2 separate regions of the Sus scrofa genome follow, and region 1 is linked to region 2. The links are chromatin contacts, called in public Hi-C maps. All regions are on one chromosome and are shown on one strand. The core of a region is the stretch at or near the end of the contact, and the rest is flanking DNA. Distances in the headings are between cores, read along the strand shown. Region 1 holds the start of RPS4X (ribosomal protein S4, X-linked). Region 2 holds the start of ERCC6L (DNA excision repair protein ERCC-6-like).

Region 1 (3,371 bases), core at 738-3,237, 37 kb before region 2:
TTGTCGTACAGTTTGAATAGAGGGCTCTGGGGCAAAAGAATGTGGCACTGACCCTGCCAGAGCAAAGCCAGGGCTCACAGAGCTAGAGGGACCTGAGCTGACAAGCAGGATTAGGTGCCCAGGAAGAGGGTTGGGTTTCCCATGCATTTCCAAGCTGAGGGGATCATCAGGTCCGCCAACTTGTAAAAGGCAGCTTTCTCAGAGCAGTAGCACCTTGGAGTGGCCTAAGCTTTGAGGTTTGGGATAGCGTAAGGGAGCAAAGGGTGTCCAAGTTAAGGAAGTGGCAAGTGACAGGCAGAGGGACCTGAGGCATCAGGCAGGAGGCCCAAGGGCAGTTTCAAAGTAGGGAAATAACATGATCAGATCTAAGTCTCAGATAACTGGATGGTCTCTAATGTCCCCTCTCTTTCCTGAGACTTTATGATAAATGCCACATGTGTTGTGCAGAAATCGAGGGGTAGAGTTCAAACAGAGATCCTACCCTCCCACCCCCTAGGCTGCACCCCCTTGGCAATCTGCAGAGAAGCTGGAGGGAAAAAACATTGGCTCTTCCCAATAGTATGGGCAGGTTGGCTGGCTCGAGGGAACTTGGAAGAAGGAACAGAAAAAATACGCTTAATAAATAATATTGAATATTTATTTTAATGTGTTTTTAGGAGTTCCCGTCGTGGCTCAGTGGTTAACGAATCTGACTAGGAACCATGAGGTTGCAGGTTCGATCCCTGGCCTTGCTCAGTGGGTTAAGGATCTGGCATTGCCCTGAGCTGCGGTGTAGGTTGCAGATGCGGCTTGGACCCCGCATTGCTGTGGCTGTGGAGTAGCCTGGGGGCTACAGCTCTAATTAGACCCCTAGCCTGGGAACCTCCATGTGCCGCAGGAGCGGCCCTAGAAAAGGCAAAAAGACAACCCCCCCCAAAAAAAAAACAAAAACCTGCACCACAGCAGCAACCGGATCTGCTTCAGTAGTGATGATGCCAGATCAGATCATTAACCCGATTCGCCACAAGAGAACTCCTTATTTATTTATTTATATGGCCGCACCTGTTGCGTAAGGAAGTTCCCAGGCAGAGGATTGAATCTGAGCTACAGCTGCCACCCAAAACTGTGCCACTGTTGAGACCGCCTATCCTTTTTTTTTTTTTTTTTTTTGTCTTTTGTCTTTTTGTTGTTGTTGTTGCTATCTCTTGGGCCGCTTCCGCGGCATATGGAGGTTCCCAGGCTAGGGGTCTATCGGAGCTGTAGCCATCGGCCTATGCCAGAGCCACAGCAACGCGGGATCCGAGCCGCGTCTGCAACCTACACCACAGCTCACGGCAACGCCAGATCGTTAACCCACTGAGCAAGGGCAGGGACCGAACCCGCGACCTCATGGTTCCTAGTCGGATTCGTTAACCACTGCGCCACGACGGGAACTCCCGCCTATCCTTTTTTAACTGAAGAATAGTTAGTTGATTTACAATGTTGTCTTAGTTTCAGGTGTACAGCAAAGAGATTCAGTTACATATGTGTATATGTATATATATTGTCTATATATGTATATATATTCTTTATATCTATATTCTTTTTCAGATTATTTTCCTTTATAGTTTATGACAAAATATTACATATAGTTCCTTGTGCTATAGAGTAGGACCTTGTTTATCTCAATATATTCTACTGATAATAGGATCATGTGTAGGTAGAACTAGTAGCCTCACTTTTTCCTCTCCTCGAAGGCAGGGAGCTTGCCTAGTGCACCTTTGTCCAGCACCTAACACAGAATCATGCGCCCCAAAGACGCTCAGCAAATACCCGAGCGGGGAGGGCGGGAAAGGGGAGGGAGGAAATCGTCCTTGGGAGACACCCCTTTTTTCGGTGGAGGTTCCCAAGCTCGGGACCTCTGACCTCCCACCAGCAGGTGGCAAGATAGCCTCCCCGCGCGCCACGAAGGGGCGGAGCTGGGAGGAGCGTCCGAGGTTCCGGCGCGCGCAGCCGCGGACCTTCTTTTCTCCGCGCGCCGGAAGGAGGCGGACCTCTTTTCGTGCCTAGCGCAGCCATGGTAAGGTGGCTTCTTGGGGAGCTCTTGGGACCCATCAGCCTCCATCCTCCCAGGGCTGGGGCTGCCCGGGGTTGCGGGGCTCCCGCAGGGGGTCGCCGGGCGGAAACGAAGGGAGAGCAGCAGGCGGGGTGGGCCTAGGGGGGCTCGAGAGCGAAGGCGAACGCGGGTCCCCGGCCGGCCCGGGGATGGGGGTTGGGGAGTTGGAGATCGATGCCGCTGGCGGGAAGGCCTCTGTCTTCGGGCCGGCCACACCCGGCCACGGATCCTGCGGCCTTGGGAGGAGCGTCTTGCTTCCCAGACCGGAGCCCAGGCTGGCCCCGGAGGACAGACGTCAGGCCTCGGGCGGGTGGAGAAACTTTTTGCTGTGTTTTTGGTACGGCCTGACTTCATGACTTTAGGTAGTGTGGCCAGTAAGTAATATTACAGAGGCTTCCGCATTCTAAGGTGAAAAACTCACTTTCAGAGTTCGAGGAAGCAGCTATTGGCACGTGGTTGTGCCGAGGTCAGATTAAATCTCGCATCAAATACTTAAAAAACCAGAAATGCTCAGTTGGATAAGTAGAAGCACAGATTGAGTTCTGGTCCGTTTTCTGTTGCTGGCCGGTTGTGCGCCACGAGGTCCACCCCAGGCTATTTCACCAACATACTCTCCTCGAAAAAGACAGCCTCTAGAATCAGGCGCTTGGAAACAGTAACATGTAGATACTTAGTAACATGAAATGCTGTTTTGAGAGACAGTAATCACTTAGTATTCTTTTTGTACAGTAAGAAAGTTGACTATGGTTTATGGAACCTATAGTATTTGCTAGATACTGTGTATGCATTCGCTTCTGCCTTTTATCACGTGGCTTTATGCTTTTTTTTTGTTTGTTTGTTTTTAACATTGTCCACATTTTGTTGAAGAGGAAACAGACTCGCTCTTCTTTCAAGGATGGCTTATAAGACCTGAAACCATTTAACAGTATTAAAATTTACAACTTTGAAACTCTTTCAGGCTCGTGGTCCCAAGAAACATCTGAAGCGCGTAGCAGCTCCAAAGCATTGGATGCTGGATAAACTGACCGGTGTGTTTGTAAGTATCTTAAGGGACATCTTTCACAATTTTATTGAGATAAAATTGACGTATTTAAGAGACACGCTTTATATTGTTCCTTTATGTGCCAAGCATCCCTGATTACCATGTCCAAAAAAATGTTCCCTGCAGTGCCTCCCAAAAGTCATTTTTTTGGGGGGGGGGGGGCAGAACTAGAGGAAGACTTGTCTGTTCTTGAAGGCCCTGTGTATCTAGCTGCACCCTACCTTACTGTAGCATAATAATTCTGTGCCTCATTCC
Region 2 (3,536 bases), core at 1,032-3,531:
CACTGCAGTGACAACACTGGATCCTTAACCCCCTGATCCATAGCTGGAACACCTTGCATCTTTTCTATGGAATTCTCTCCACCAGCCCTTCCTCTTCTTTTCTTTCTTCCTTTCTTTTCTTTTCTTTTCTTTCTTTCTTTCTTTTTTTTTCTTTTTTTCTTTTTTTCTTTTTTAGGGCTGTACCTGTGGCTTATGGAAGTTCCCAGACTAGGGGTTGAACAGGAGATGCAGCTGCTGGCCTATGCCACAGTCACAGCAACTCGGGATCCAAGCTACATCTTCGACCTACACTGCAACTTGCGCCAACGCCATATCCTCAATCCACTGAACAAGGCTAGGGATCTAACCACCATCTTCATGGATACTAGTCGGGTTCTTACCCCACTGAGCCACAATGGGAACTCCCACCAGCCCTTCTCACCCCACTCATTATTTGGGTACCCAGAGCAACTGTACACTTGACTGCTCCCCACCTCCTTCTCCAATCCAAACTTGCCTCCAGGAAAAAAAGTGATTAAAACACTTTAGCAGGGTAAATAAACTCCTTCACGAAGTGGCTTCCAACTACTCCAACTTCATGTCCTGCCATTCCCCTCTTCTTTCCAGCAATAAGCAGTGTGACACAGTGAATGAGCACAGATTTGTGTCTATATAGACCTGGTATGGAATTCTGGTTCTGCCATTTCCCAGCTTTGGAACCTTAGACAAAACCACTTTATTTCTCTTGAGCCTCAATTTCCACATCTGAAAATGGGGATAATAGTAGTATATTAAAAGCCCTCTTGGGAGTTCTATTGTGACACAGCAGGTTAAGGATCTGGTATTGTCACTGCAGAGGCTTGGGTCGCTGCTGTGACGTGGCTTTGAACCCTGGCCCGGGGCCTTTCACCTACCACGTTCGCTGCCAAAAAAAAAAAACAAAAAAAACCAAAAAAAAAAAAAAAACCCTCTTAACAGAAGGCCTAAAACTCTATGAACATATGACCTTAAGTCATATTAACCAGGAAAACAGCCCATCTTCTCTAAGGTCTCTTTTTAACTAGATACATGAAATTTATAAAAAGCTTAAAATTCTCTGGACATATGGTAGGCACATGACTGGGCCAATAGGTGGTGAGTTTTCAAATTGACTGCATCTCAGTTGGATCTTCTGAAGGAATGGTGGCAACCACACACCACAGCACTACTTTCTTTCTTTAAGGGCCACACCTTTGGCATTTGGAAGTTCCCAGGCTAGGGGTGGAATCAGAGCTGTAGCCACCAGCCTACACCACAGCCACACCAATGCCAGATCCGAGTGGAGTGTACGACCTACACTGCACCTCACTCGAGACCTGCTTCTTTTTTTTTTTTTTTTTTTGTCTTTTTGCTATTTCTTGGGCCGCTCCCGTGGCATATGGAGGTTCCCAGGCCAGGGGTCGAATCGGAGCTGTAGCCACCGGCCTACACCAGAGCCACAGCAACGCGGGATCCGAGCCACATCTGCAACCTACACCACAGCTCACGGCAACGCCGGATCGTTAACCCACTGAGCAAGGGCAGGGACCGAACCCGCAACCTCATGGTTCCTAGTCGGATTCGTTAACAACTGCGCCACTACGGGAACTCCGAGACCTGCTTCTTAATCCACTGAGCGAGGTCAGCGACCTAACCTGCGTCCTCATCGATACTAGTCAGGTTCATTACCGCTGTGCCACAACGGGAACTCTGGCTTGGTTCTAGAAGACCCTTCTTCACTGTGCGTTTAAGTCACGAGGACTATGCCTCCCGGCGGAGTGTTTGAATTCAAAGCGTGCTCAGTACCAGCCATCCGGTAGCAGAGAAGGGAGGATATTAGGGGATGCAAGCTGTGGAGGTTTCCAGGGGCCACTAAAACAAGATCATATCAGGCAGTCTATTTCACTCAGGAGGATATCACAAGCACACGCGCCCGCGGGGGCAGAAATTCACCCCAACCCGGTACGGGTTGGAATGAAAATTCAAGGAACAGAAGAGTTTTCTGTGGCTCAGCAGGTTAAGGATCCGGCAGCTGTCATTGCTTTGGCTCGGGTCGCTTCTGTGGCGAGGCAACTTCCGCCGGCTGCGCGGCATGTCTGAAAAAAAAAGTGCCAAAGACAGCAGGAGGACGCAAGTCATGCCGCACCACCGGCCGGCTACGGCCCCTACGCCCCACCAGCGCGCTATGCGCAGGCGCGCGACCTTCGTGGGCGGGGCTCAAGCGGTGGCGCCGGAAGCCCTGTGCGCGGATTGGCCTGCCGCGACGTCGACGGTTGGTCCTGTCCCTCTTCCATGCGCGTAGCGCCTGCGCAGGGCGAGAGCGAGGGAAATTCAATACCCGGCGGAGACACACGGAACCCAATCTGAGGGTCATGGAGGCGTCCCGAGGGTTTGCGGAAGCCGGGGTCTTAAGCCCAGAGCAGGCTGCCCGTTACCTGAGGTACGTCTGGGCGGGTCTAATTCACAGGCCCTGGCAGGGAGTGGGGGTGGGGGGGACCTCGCGGACCGTCCCAGGGGCCCAAACTACCGAGGCAGAGCCTTGCGAGAGGCCAGCCCGAGAGGAGGGCGTGGGAATCTCCCTAGATATCTAAAGCCTGGGGAGCCCACGATGCCGGGTCAAATAACTCTCCGATATGAACTCCTTAAGAGCCATTTTGAAATCTGTTTTTTTTTAATACATAAAAATTGCTGATGCGTTATGTTAGTAATAGCTTAAATATTTTCTGTTATCCTATTTTGATTTTATAGCTTAATGTATACATTTTCAACACCCATCTTTCTGTTTAGAAATAATTTTTTTATTTGAAATATATATTAATATATTAAAGATATACAATTCACATTGTATATAGTACAATATTTTCCTTTTGTAGTTTGTCAAGGATTTTTGTGTATGCTGTACATTAATACACAAAAATATACCTGAATTTTAAGATCTCCCCTGCCAAAGCCTTTCTTGGGTCTTTCTAGCCTACCTAGCCCCAGGCCTAGGGGAAACAGAGGACTAAAACACTCCTGCCCTCAAATTGCTTATAATCTAGTGATGGAAAAGAATAGGTGAACTATACTTGCTCTATTGTTTGATAAGGACTGTAAGAGGTATAATGTGCAAGGCATACTGCAGGAGGGAATAGCCAACTCCAAGGGTCGGTGAGCTAAGGGAAGGGTTCACAGAGGAGATATGGGTGTTGAGAAATGAGTGATCATTCACCAGATGGCTAAGGGTGGGAGGCCCAGTGATGTGGGAATAGACATTTAAATTCTTTTAAAAAATTGTGATAAAATACAACATAAAATTTACCATCGTAACCATTCCTTTTTAAATTTGTTTTTTATTATAGTTGATTTACAGTGTTGTGTTTATTCTGCAGTACAGCACAGTGATTCATTTATACATATATATTCTTTTTCATATTCTTTTCCATTATGATTTTTTAAAATTTTGTTTTATTTTTTGGGGGGGGCTGCGCCTGCAGCATATGGAGGTTCCCAGGCTAGGGGTCCAATCAGAGCTACAGCTGCTGGCCTATGCCACAGCC

The links. Hi-C and Micro-C count contacts between places; a contact is called where the count stands out from the background.
Region 1: a contact with region 2 is called in a Hi-C map of skeletal muscle, with 1.9 times the contacts expected there. The contact joins the promoter of RPS4X here to the promoter of ERCC6L in region 2. A contact is called at or near these places in 4 of 47 Hi-C or Micro-C datasets (embryonic fibroblasts, heart right ventricle, liver and 1 more) and 1 of 2 datasets of contacts at active chromatin or transcription factors (skeletal muscle).

What each region holds. Positions count from the first base shown.
Region 1 is chrX:58,153,795-58,157,165 of Sscrofa11.1, reverse strand. RPS4X (ribosomal protein S4, X-linked) reads left to right here and starts at 1,987. Exons shown (of 7, transcript NM_001204283.1): 1 at 1,987-2,038; 2 at 3,033-3,110. The coding sequence starts at 2,036. It also overlaps the pseudogene LOC100622164.
Region 2 is chrX:58,116,687-58,120,222 of Sscrofa11.1, reverse strand. ERCC6L (DNA excision repair protein ERCC-6-like) reads left to right here and starts at 2,281. Exons shown (of 2, transcript XM_003360364.4): 1 at 2,281-2,437. The coding sequence starts at 2,370.